Regions from separate parts of the Mus musculus genome. Here region 2 is linked to region 1. Evidence: chromatin contacts called from public HiChIP or PLAC-seq data. All regions are on one chromosome and are shown on one strand. Each heading gives the region's core, a stretch centred on a gene start, on an enhancer-like site or on the middle of the called end of the contact. The rest is flanking DNA. Distances are from core to core; before and after follow the strand shown. Region 1 holds the start of Cbx8 (chromobox 8). Region 2 holds the start of Eif4a3 (eukaryotic translation initiation factor 4A3).

What was found. HiChIP or PLAC-seq counts read pairs in DNA pulled down with a chosen protein or histone mark.
Region 2: a FOXA1 HiChIP or PLAC-seq map of pancreatic cancer cells shows a contact between it and region 1. The contact joins the promoter of Eif4a3 here to the promoter of Cbx8 in region 1. A contact is called at or near these places in 5 of 39 promoter capture datasets (the 3T3-L1 cell line, the C10 cell line, hippocampal neurons and 1 more), 2 of 484 Hi-C or Micro-C datasets (cortical neurons and embryonic stem cells), 13 of 115 datasets of contacts at active chromatin or transcription factors (effector CD8 T cells, embryonic forebrain, embryonic hindbrain and 8 more) and 2 of 9 other capture datasets (liver and pancreatic islet).

The regions. Positions count from the first base shown.
Region 1 is chr11:119,038,013-119,042,704 of GRCm38.p6, forward strand. It overlaps Cbx8 (chromobox 8), which reads right to left and starts at 2,901. Exons shown (of 5, transcript NM_013926.1): 1 at 2,770-2,901; 2 at 2,336-2,379; 3 at 2,082-2,147; 4 at 1,920-1,986; 5 at 424-1,507. The coding sequence starts at 2,838. The coding sequence ends at 665.
Region 2 is chr11:119,297,505-119,302,615 of GRCm38.p6, forward strand. Eif4a3 (eukaryotic translation initiation factor 4A3) reads right to left here and starts at 2,539. Exons shown (of 12, transcript NM_138669.1): 1 at 2,324-2,539; 2 at 301-373. The coding sequence starts at 2,492.

The sequences.
Region 1 (4,692 bases), core at 1,651-4,150:
TCTACCTTTAACAACACACGTGAGAAAGTTATTCGAGTTGTTACTTTCCCCCCCTAGTAACCCTCCTCATCTTAAGAAAAAAAAAAAAAGACAGAAAGAAAATAGAAAAAAGAAAACTGGTCTGACCCCACCCCCCTTTTTCTGATTGGGAAGCCAACCTTTTGTTGGCCTAGCTGGCCAATGGGGAGGAGAGCAAAAATCTTCTGCGGTGCCAGGAGGGTTGGGAATCCGGCGGTGGAGGGAGGAGGTGGGCCAGCTGAGTCCCTCCACACACCCTCCAAAATCCCAGGGCCCAGGCCCCCAACTTTGCTGGTGCCCTGCAGGGACAGGGGCCCCTCCTGTGCCAGCTCAGTCTATCTCCCCTACCAAACCACAGTCTCTCTCTCTTTCTCTCTCTCTCTCTCCTCGTTTAAATAAAAGAACTTCAAGAGTTGAAATATATATATTTAGATATTTTTCTCTTAAATAACATATTTACATCTAATAGAAAATAGAACTCTAGAGATAATTTTCCAGCCAGAACTGAGGACGGAGGAATGAAAGGGAAGAGGGGTGTGAAGAAGGACAGGACCAGCCAGAGGCCACAGTCACCCAGAAATAAAAAGCACTAAGCCATTTGAGCTCACTCTCCCCTGCACTGGTCCTGGGCTCCCACCCCGGCAATTCATCTTTTTTCCTTAAAGAATCCTTGGTCCGTGTTGCTCTCCTTAATGGTGACGGTCAAAAAGTTTGAGGTCACATCTGTAACGACCACTTTCTCCAGGTTAGTCAGAGAGGGGCTCCAGGACTCTTCCTCTGGGTCCCCCAGGATCCTGGCCACTGGGATCCTGGCGATGAGGGAGGGCCTTCCCCCTTGCGCCCCCATGTCCCGATACAGGCTTCCCACTGAGGCTGGGGTGCCTGAACTATGTCGAACCCTGGCACCACCAGGGTCCAGGGCACCTTGGCCTTTGGCCTCCAGGAAAGCAGCCCTGTGCTTTATTACCCTGGCTGGAAAGGTGTCCACAGCCAACTTGCTCGAGGCCTCTGCTGAGCTAGGACTGGTCACACCATATTGCACCAGGTCTGAGTCCTGCCTTCGAGCAAGCTGGATCACACTGTGGCCAGCTGGGAACTTTCCTGTCCCAGAAGAGGTCTCATCCAGCTTCCTGCCTTTCAGGTACTCTCCAAGGCCGGCACTGGGCTCTCCCAAAGGTCTCTGTGAAGGGTCCAGGGGCTCCTTCCTGGGTTTCGGTCCTCGTTTCTTGGAGCTGTCCCCCGGTGAGCTGGGCTTGTCGTCTACACGGCTGGTACCCCTGTCCCTCTCTCGGTCCCGGTCCCGAGGTGGGTCTGCCCTGCAGGTACTGGTGCTGCTCCCTGGTGGGGGTAGCCCCGTGTTCCGCAGGCCCTCTCGGGCCCTGGAAGTAGACGCCAAATCCTGGGGTGAGCGGCCTGGGTAAGGGATCCGGATGCCTCTGGTAGAGTCACTTCTGAATTCATAGGTTTTGGCCTTTGCCTTGGCCTGGGCCTGCAGAAGGAAGTTGTTGTGAGGAGAAAAAAGCCCCGCCCCCGCCCACCCCACCCCCCCACGACCTCTAGCCTTGACTGCCCAACTTTCCCTGGATGCCTGGGAAATTCTAATTGAGTGGGGAGGTGGGCTCTTAGTAATAGTCTGGGGGAGGGGAATGAGGGTTTGTCTGGAAGAAGCCATTTGCAACCAACAGACTCCTTGTGTAACAGAGGTCTACTTGGGATGGCTGGAGGGGGGGTGGGAATGAAGGCCTTCTGGTGCAGCTAAGTCCTGCCTCTAGAACTCCGTGATGGGGCCTCTGACAGAAGTCCAGATTACAAATACACACAAGGCAAGGGCACCCATTGATTTACAAGCCCTGCAGATCCTCCCTGAACGGCACACTCCACCTCTGGAGATCGCAACATACCTTGAGAAGGAAGGTTTTAGGCTTGGGTCCTCGCTTTTTGGGGCCATAGAGCTCCATCTCCCGTTCCCTAAAGAAAGAAAAGAGAGAGAAGGGGGTGTGTCCTGGCTGCACCGAAGTCAGCGTGTATGGGTTCTAGTGAGTGGCTAGGCTAAGGGTCTGTACCTTTCCTCAAAGGCTGCAAGGAGGCGAGCATCCAGAATATTTTCTTCGGGCTCCCACGTGCTGTACCTAAAGGAAACCAGGAAGAATGGAGCATCAGTCCCTGGAGCAGGAGAGAGAGGACAGAGTGGAGGGCGTGTATGTGTGTGCAACTTTTCCGGCTGCCTTGTGTTGTATTTCAATGTGAAGGGGAAAAGAGGAAGAAAGAACCCTCCTCGATATCAGTGTGGGGTAGCGATTGCATATAACCTACTTACTTCTGCGACCAGCCCTTCCATTTCACGAGATATTCCATGCGTCCCTGCAGATGCAAAAGGGAAAATGCTTGTGTATGTGTGTGCGTGGGGAGAAATGCATGACGAGGACACAAGAAATACACACGAAAATGCATGCACCAAATGAATGCTCCAAACACTACCGCCAAAGGAACCAGTCCACTGCAGCACCCCTGCAGAAACGCTGCACAAAGTGCATGCACCGGCATTCATCCCCCACCCCACCCCCCATCCATGCAATCTGTGCAGGGCTGCAAGTCTAAGGAGAGCGCTGGGGCTGAGCCGCCGCCGCCGCCGCCACGGCCGCGGCCGCTGCTGGGACCTGGGGGAAGGGAGGCTGGGCTGCAGCAAGGGGAGGGAGCCTGGGCCCTGGTGAGGGAGAGTTCGCGTCGCCGCCCGCCTTCCCCTTCACCTACTTTGCGAATGCGCCGCTTCAGGAGGGCTTCGGCCGCGAACACCCGCTCCCCCACCGCCGAGAGCTCCATGTTGACTCGCCGCTTCCCCCCTCAGCCGCTTCCAGGAGCAGAAAAGCAGCAGCCAGCCCTCGACAGCCCATAATACTCTCCCGCTGACGTCAGTTCTCCTCCCTCCCCCGCGCACTCTCCCTCCCTCCACCCCCTCCCAGCGCTTCCTCCCGCCCCACGTGTTGCTAACGACGTTGCTAAAGCCAAGCGTCCTGGGCCCGTTCTGCGGGCGCTGATTGGACTAGCGCCCGGCCACGCCCCTCTCCCCGTCTCCCCTGCGTTGCTACGTGACCCGCGTTCCAATAGCCAGGAGGCGGGGTCTCTGTCCACTCCAGAGACCCAGAGGGAGGGGGAGCGAGCCGTCAGCGGAAGTGACGCCAAGCGGGGCGGGCCCGGCTGCTGTCAGTCTGCACGGCTGGACAGGGGGGCCGCTGCCCTAGGCTCCCGCCCCTGGCCCCCCTGCCTGATTGCCCAGCGTTTCCCCGGGTGCGTGGCTTGCCCCGCCGAGCTATTAGGGCTCCCTGCGTAGGTGCCAGCCAGGCGCTGCCCCTCTGCAGACCCAGGCCCTCCCCACCTGCCCATGCCCTAGCTGGCGCCATCCTGGTCGCCAGCCGCCGTTGATGCACAATGCACAGGTGCTGGGGCGCATCGAGCCGCGCCCGAACCCCCGGACCTACGTCGCTTGCGCCGAACCTACTAATTCCCTGACCCCTCCCTTGCGGCCGCGCACCCTGGGTCTCCATGGCAACGCCCCCTCCTCCCTTCTTCACCAGTCCCATCCAGCTAACAAATCAATGAGCCTGCTCTTGGTCTCCAGTCGCATAGCGCTGCCCGCGTCCACCCTCCGGGTCCTGCGAGCTGGCGTGGGCGCTTCTCCGGGCTCAGAAGCCCAAAGCAGACTGGCACAAGCCAGTGTTTACCGCCTGAATCCATCCTGAAGCGAGACCCTGCAGGAGGGGTCGCGAGCCTCCTCTTCCCACCCTCATTGTCCCCAAGTCTCAGCTGCCCTGCCCCAGCCTCTATTCCTGACCCAGCCTGCAGTTTCCGTCCAATCCACTCCTCAGTCCTGAGAGAAGTCAACCCTGACCACATCTGTCCCGGCCTGGGTGGGTTTAAGGAGCCTATGACCATCGAGGCAGAGCCTAGAGCCTGGCTAGCTCTGGAGGCGCCGCGGCTCTGCTCCAGACCTGGGTGCAGAGCTAGTGCACTTTCTGTCTCGGGCTCTTCTAGACGACGTAAGCGTAAGCGGGGGATTCCCGACAAACATCAGTATGGACTTTGAGGGGTGTGGCGGTATCTAGTGCGGCCTGGAAGAGACACCCCCACCCCCACCCCCGACGCGAAGATGGCAAGTCCCAGGTAGGGGACGAGGGTCGCGCAGAGATGCCTCAGTCCCTTTTACACACCTGAGTACACTCAATGACCTTTTGCTCCTAGGCTCTCTTTCCTCCCCTCGTGGTAACCCCTGTTGAGGCGCGGGGGGGGGGGGGGTTCAACAGCAGCTATCCCCACATTGCCCTTTTACTACCCAAGCTCCAGATCACAGAGCCCGACCTCGGAACACACAATTTATTTAAATCGCGATATCAACTTGGCTGAAAAAAGTTTCCCTTGGCCAAGAAGAGGCTGGGAAAAGGGGAGAGAGAAAAAGAAAAAACGACGAAGCCCGGAAAACAGCGAGCTAAGGAGTCTGTTTCGAAAGGCAGGAAGCCCAGAGCGCAAAGCTGGCCTCGGGTCCAAGGCGCTACACACTGCACGCGCCAGTGCTGGCCTTGGGGCTAGCTCCGAGTTGGGCCCGCTGCGCCGGTACTCCCCAGGCCTCCTCTTGCATCAACAGTCGCAGGTTCCAGTTTTTGGCTTCACTCCTAGACATAG
Region 2 (5,111 bases), core at 1,289-3,788, 260 kb after region 1:
TCTTCTGGTGTGTCTGAAGACAGAGACAGTGTACTTGGAGATAATAATAAATATTTTTTTTTAAAAAAGGAAAAGTATCTTATACGAATTCATAAATCTACACTTAGGACTTAGGATATACATCAGTAGAGAGTACTTGCGCAGTGTGTAGTGACCTTGATATGACCCAGAACACCAGCAACGCCCCCAAACACACAAGCAAAACAAACTGGCATAAACAAACAAACAAACAAATAAGCAGGCTCAGCTTCCCACAGCTCTCCCCATGGACCCAACTCCCTCTCAGCACCCATAACTTACTGTGCAATGACATCTCTCCCTTTAATTATCTGCTTGATAGCACGCTGCTGAATCGCTGAAGGTTTTTCAAAACCTAGAAATACAAAGAGGAAGAAACTTAAGTCCCAGGACTGTGACTGCATGAACTACCCAGGGGACACACACTGCTTCTTACGCCAACCCTAGGCAACCCAGGCAGGACCAAGCACATCTTTACAGCCCAGCCTACGAGATTACCTGTGAAGTCTACTACACCAACACTTGGAAAGTAGAGGCAGGAACACCAGGAGTTCAAGGCCAGCCTAAGCCACATGAAACCTCCTCTACAAGCAAAACCACAAACCCGGAAGCACTGCAGTTGCCCCTTCCTGCCAGCAAGCACTCGAACTTGTGTTGCTCGAGGCTCCAGAGTACTGAGCCTGCACAGGGGTGAGGTGAGATGCCCCGTGCTTGCCTGCAGGCAGCCCCATCCTAGGTACCTACCACCCCACCTGCTGGGCATTACCACCAGCAATGAGAACAGAATGAAGACTACACAAGGCTGTGCACCCTGTTAGTCCCAGCAGAGAGGCTGAGCAGGCGGATCTCTATGAATTCAAGGCCAGCTGGTCTACAGAGTGTTCCAGGACAGACAAGACTATGTAGAGACCTGTCTCAAAACAAACAACAACAAAAACACAAGTACTTTCCAAATAAGCAGACATAATTTATACAGAAAAGATGTTGTTGGTTTGCTTTGGTGTGTGTGGGGGTGGTGGGGGGGTGGTGAGGGGTTGTTCAAGATAGGGTTTCTCTAAGTAACAGAGCCCTGGCTATCTTGAACTCACTTTGTAGACTGACCTCTGTCTCCCAAGTGCTGGGATTAAAGCTGTGAGACTGGCTTGTTGTAGTTTATTTTTACACTCTTTTAAGATGTAGCTAGTGACACTTGCCAGCTCAACACAGGACTTGTAATGCTATTCTTGGCTGCCAACTTGCCTACATCTGGGATTACCGAAAACCCAAGCTGGGTATCATTAAAAATGGGAGGGACCAATCTTCCTGGTCTAGTGAGTTCCAGGGCAGCTAGGGCTAGGTAGAGACCCTACCTCAAAACAACAACAACAACAACAATCCTGGCTTGGTGTGGCACACCTTTAACCCCACCATCTGGGAGGCAGAGGCAGGGAATCTCTGAGTTTGAGGCCAGCCTGGTCTACAAAGAATTCCAGGACGGCCAGGGCTCCAAAGAGAAAGTCTCAAAAAAAAAAAGGAAAAAAGAAAAGGACAGAAACAAAAAGACAAAGCTCATTTGGCCTCCCTTAAATGCTCCTAAACACACACCAGCAGCATGACCGACCATTCACTCAAAAAAAAAAAAAAAAAAAAAAAATCCAGCTCCAACTCAACGACAACATCAGCATCTCTCTTCTACAGTCCGGCCATCACCCCCGCCTCCTCTTCTAACTCCAAATCCAGACACCAAGATAAACTTTCAAACTGTAAGCCCGATCCTGTCAATTTTGCTTAGAGCCCTGCAGTGGCTTCCAGCGGTATTTAGGAATGAATCTCAAAATCTTTACCCAGGCGTTTAAAACATGACAGGGGGTTCTTTTTCTGTTCCTGGCACAGGTCTGGCCATGGCTTCGAGAAGCCAGGGTCACCCTGGTGATTATGAACGCCTCTGGGAGCTCTCTCTCGGCTCTTTTAACTGTCCCCTACCAATCTACCTACTCTACCCAGCTGCTCATTCTCTTGTTTTCCCAATTCCCACCGCCTGAAGCACTTTGGCTTCGTGTTTTTCGCCTCCCTAGAAAGCTTTAAACTCCCTAAGGCGAGAACCCACCAGACTTAGAGCCGCGACTTCCCCATCAAAGCTCGGGGCACCTCGGGGGACACACATGGCGATCCGCTCGCTACACGAGCCACTGAAGAGCCTGGCTGACTGCAGCCCCGGGGGAGCAGGCCGGAGCTCTGGGGCGGAGCCGCTCGTCGCCGCCGGGCCTAACCCCGTCCTACCGGGGCCCGGCCCCCAACCTCCCCCGCCTCGAGGCCCGCGCCCCACCGTAGGCGTAGATGCCGCGCAGCAGGTCCTCTCGCAGGCCCATGGTGTCGAACGTGGGGGTCACGTCCACCTCCTCGCTCGTCTCGAACTCCACTTTGGTCATGTCCTCCTCTTTGAGCAGCCGCTTCCGCGCCGAGCCAGACGTCGCCATCGTGGCGTTAGCCGCCATGATCCGGATTCCGCAGAAAGACAACTGCAAGCCGCGGCGGGAACCGGATGTAAGGCGCGCGCCGCCGGCCCGGTCGGGAGGAAGTGACGCGCCGCAGCGCCGCGGAAGAGCGTCAAGAGGGGCGGAAGGCACGGCGCTCCAGGTCTCGCGATATTCCGCGCTCCGCGGGATTCGGCGAGAGGCTGGGCTTGCCGTCGCTAAGCGCCTGCGGCTCTCCGTACTCTCGGCTCCTTGGATGTCCGCAGCCGGCTCGGGATAGGGATGTGGGTCTCTGGGAGGAGCAAGACGGACGCCAGGGTGTCCCCGAGGGTACGGGGCAAGGGAAGATGGCACCGCCCGATGGGCTCCGCGCTCCTTCGCAGCTGACTGCGTTGCCATGGCAACCGCAGCGCTAAGCGGCGGGAGAATCAAGCTGCTCGCCCGGGGTGGCTGGGGAAATCAGTGGGGACCGAGGGGAGAGCAGGGGCCGCCTAAGCTGCCATCACATCTGAGAATCCTTCAGAGCCGCTGACCCCAGTCACTCTGAAGAATCCTGATTTTCAACGTAGGCTCCACAAGGGCTTTGCTCCTTACTGGGGCACGTCTGTCTGTCTGTTTTGTTTGTTTCTGAGGGTGGATCGAGCCGTACCCCGAGTTCTAGCAAACATTCATTTGCACTTGGCCTCTTTCCTTTTTTCTGCTTTTGAGGAAAGATGACTAAATCGTTAAGAGCCGTTACTCCTCTTCCAGGGAACCTTGTTATGCTCCAGCGCTTAGACCGTGTGACTCACAACAGCCTGTCTTCCCCAGCTCCAAGCGATCCAGTACTTCTGGCCTCTGTGGGGGCCACACTCACACAAACACACACTAACACAAATCTTTTAAAGCTACTATAAGAAACCTCATTTTGTGTAGATATGTTTCGTTATAACCAGATTATCTTTTCATGGAGAAGTTGTGGGTTGCAGTATGTCCGCCCAAAAATAAATAAATAAATAAATAAATAAATAAAACAAGTTATCACCTCCTTCCCTAGAGAGCTCTGCTCTTGCTCTGGTATCAGGATTTGTCCAGACCAGGTAAACGATTGAAGACACAGAGCTGGCCACCCTTCTGGGACTAAACAACTGAGTTCCAAGTTCTCTTGCCTTCTCACTCCACAAGGATTTATTCCTGGTGCTCATGCAGTTTGGCAAGCCTGACTTTAAGGGTGGTTTTGCAATCTCTGCTGTAAAGTACACGTGGATTTTAATGACCTCCTAAGAAAAGAATGGAAAGTCTCCATTTCATACTGCCTGTTGAAATGAGTCTAATTATAGTTTGGGGATACTGTTTAAAATGCAGCTTAATTGCACTGTTTGTTACTTCATCAGATGTAACAACTAAAAAGGGCTTTATTGTGTTCCTATTGGGCCACTCTGCTCACATATCTTTGCCTATTGTGTCTGCGTATATTTGTGTATGTTCCTATGGTATGTGTGAGGGGGCAGACCCGTGCTACAGATGCAGATGCAGAGGTCGGGGGACAAATGTGGAGAGTGTGTTCTTTTCTCCCACCTTTAGTGAATTCCAGGATCAAACTCACTGGGGTCATCCCTTAACACAAGCTGTCTTCCCACCTTGCTGTAATTTCTTAGAGTACCCAAGTGATTTGAAGACCTTGGTTTTCTGTAAATCAGTAAGCAGCTGTAATCTATCAGTTATGAACAGTATGCCTTTGTCACTTGCCTTGTTAAAAGTATCTGGTCGACTTGGTTACATTGTATTTTATGCATAAATATCCACGTAAAAGCAACAGTCAAGACTAAGGTGGTGTGTATATACCCTGTGACCCCAGCACTTGGGTGGTGGAGGCAGGAGTGCCCAGAGATTGAGGCCAGAATGGCCTAGGTAAAGACACCGTCTTTATCAAAACAAACCACAGTAAGGGCTAGAAGGATGGCTCAGCGGTTAAGTGCACTTGCGGCTCTTGCGGACGCAGATTCAGTTCCCAGCACGGCTTTCATATAACTTAACCAGTTCCAGGGGACCTGATGCCCACTTCTGACTTCCAAAACCACCTGTATGCATCTGGTCCACACACATGCACTCATCATGCAACTGACAGCCCTGTTTGACAATCTACAACTCCAGCGCTTAAGCTGACAGATTTTGTTTTGTTTTGTTTTGAGACAGGGTTTCTCTGTGTAAGGACTCTGGCTGTCTTGGAACTCACTTTATAGACCCAGGTAGCCTTGAACTCAGATCTGCCTGCCTCTGCCTCCTGAGTACTGGGATCAAAGATGTATATAGCACAACACCCAGATAATTTGATTCTTATAAATCTCTATCACCATTAGAAGCAGAGGATGCTAACATATGTCTCACCTTACCAATTTTACTGATGGAAAGACTGGGCTCAGTCTACATTTTCAGCAAGGGAACAATTGGTCCAACTCTGAGTTTATATTCCAGTGGCTTTATCCTGCTTACTAGGACCTGGGCTCTTTAGCCCTGGACACCTTGGCCTCTCAAGGGAAGAAGCCCCCAGTGACAAAGATAACATTTGTCATTTTGACACCATTACATTTGGTCTCAGGACCCTTTCCCATTGGTATCATATTGCCTACCCACTTGTATTTGGGGACTTGTATTTGCTTA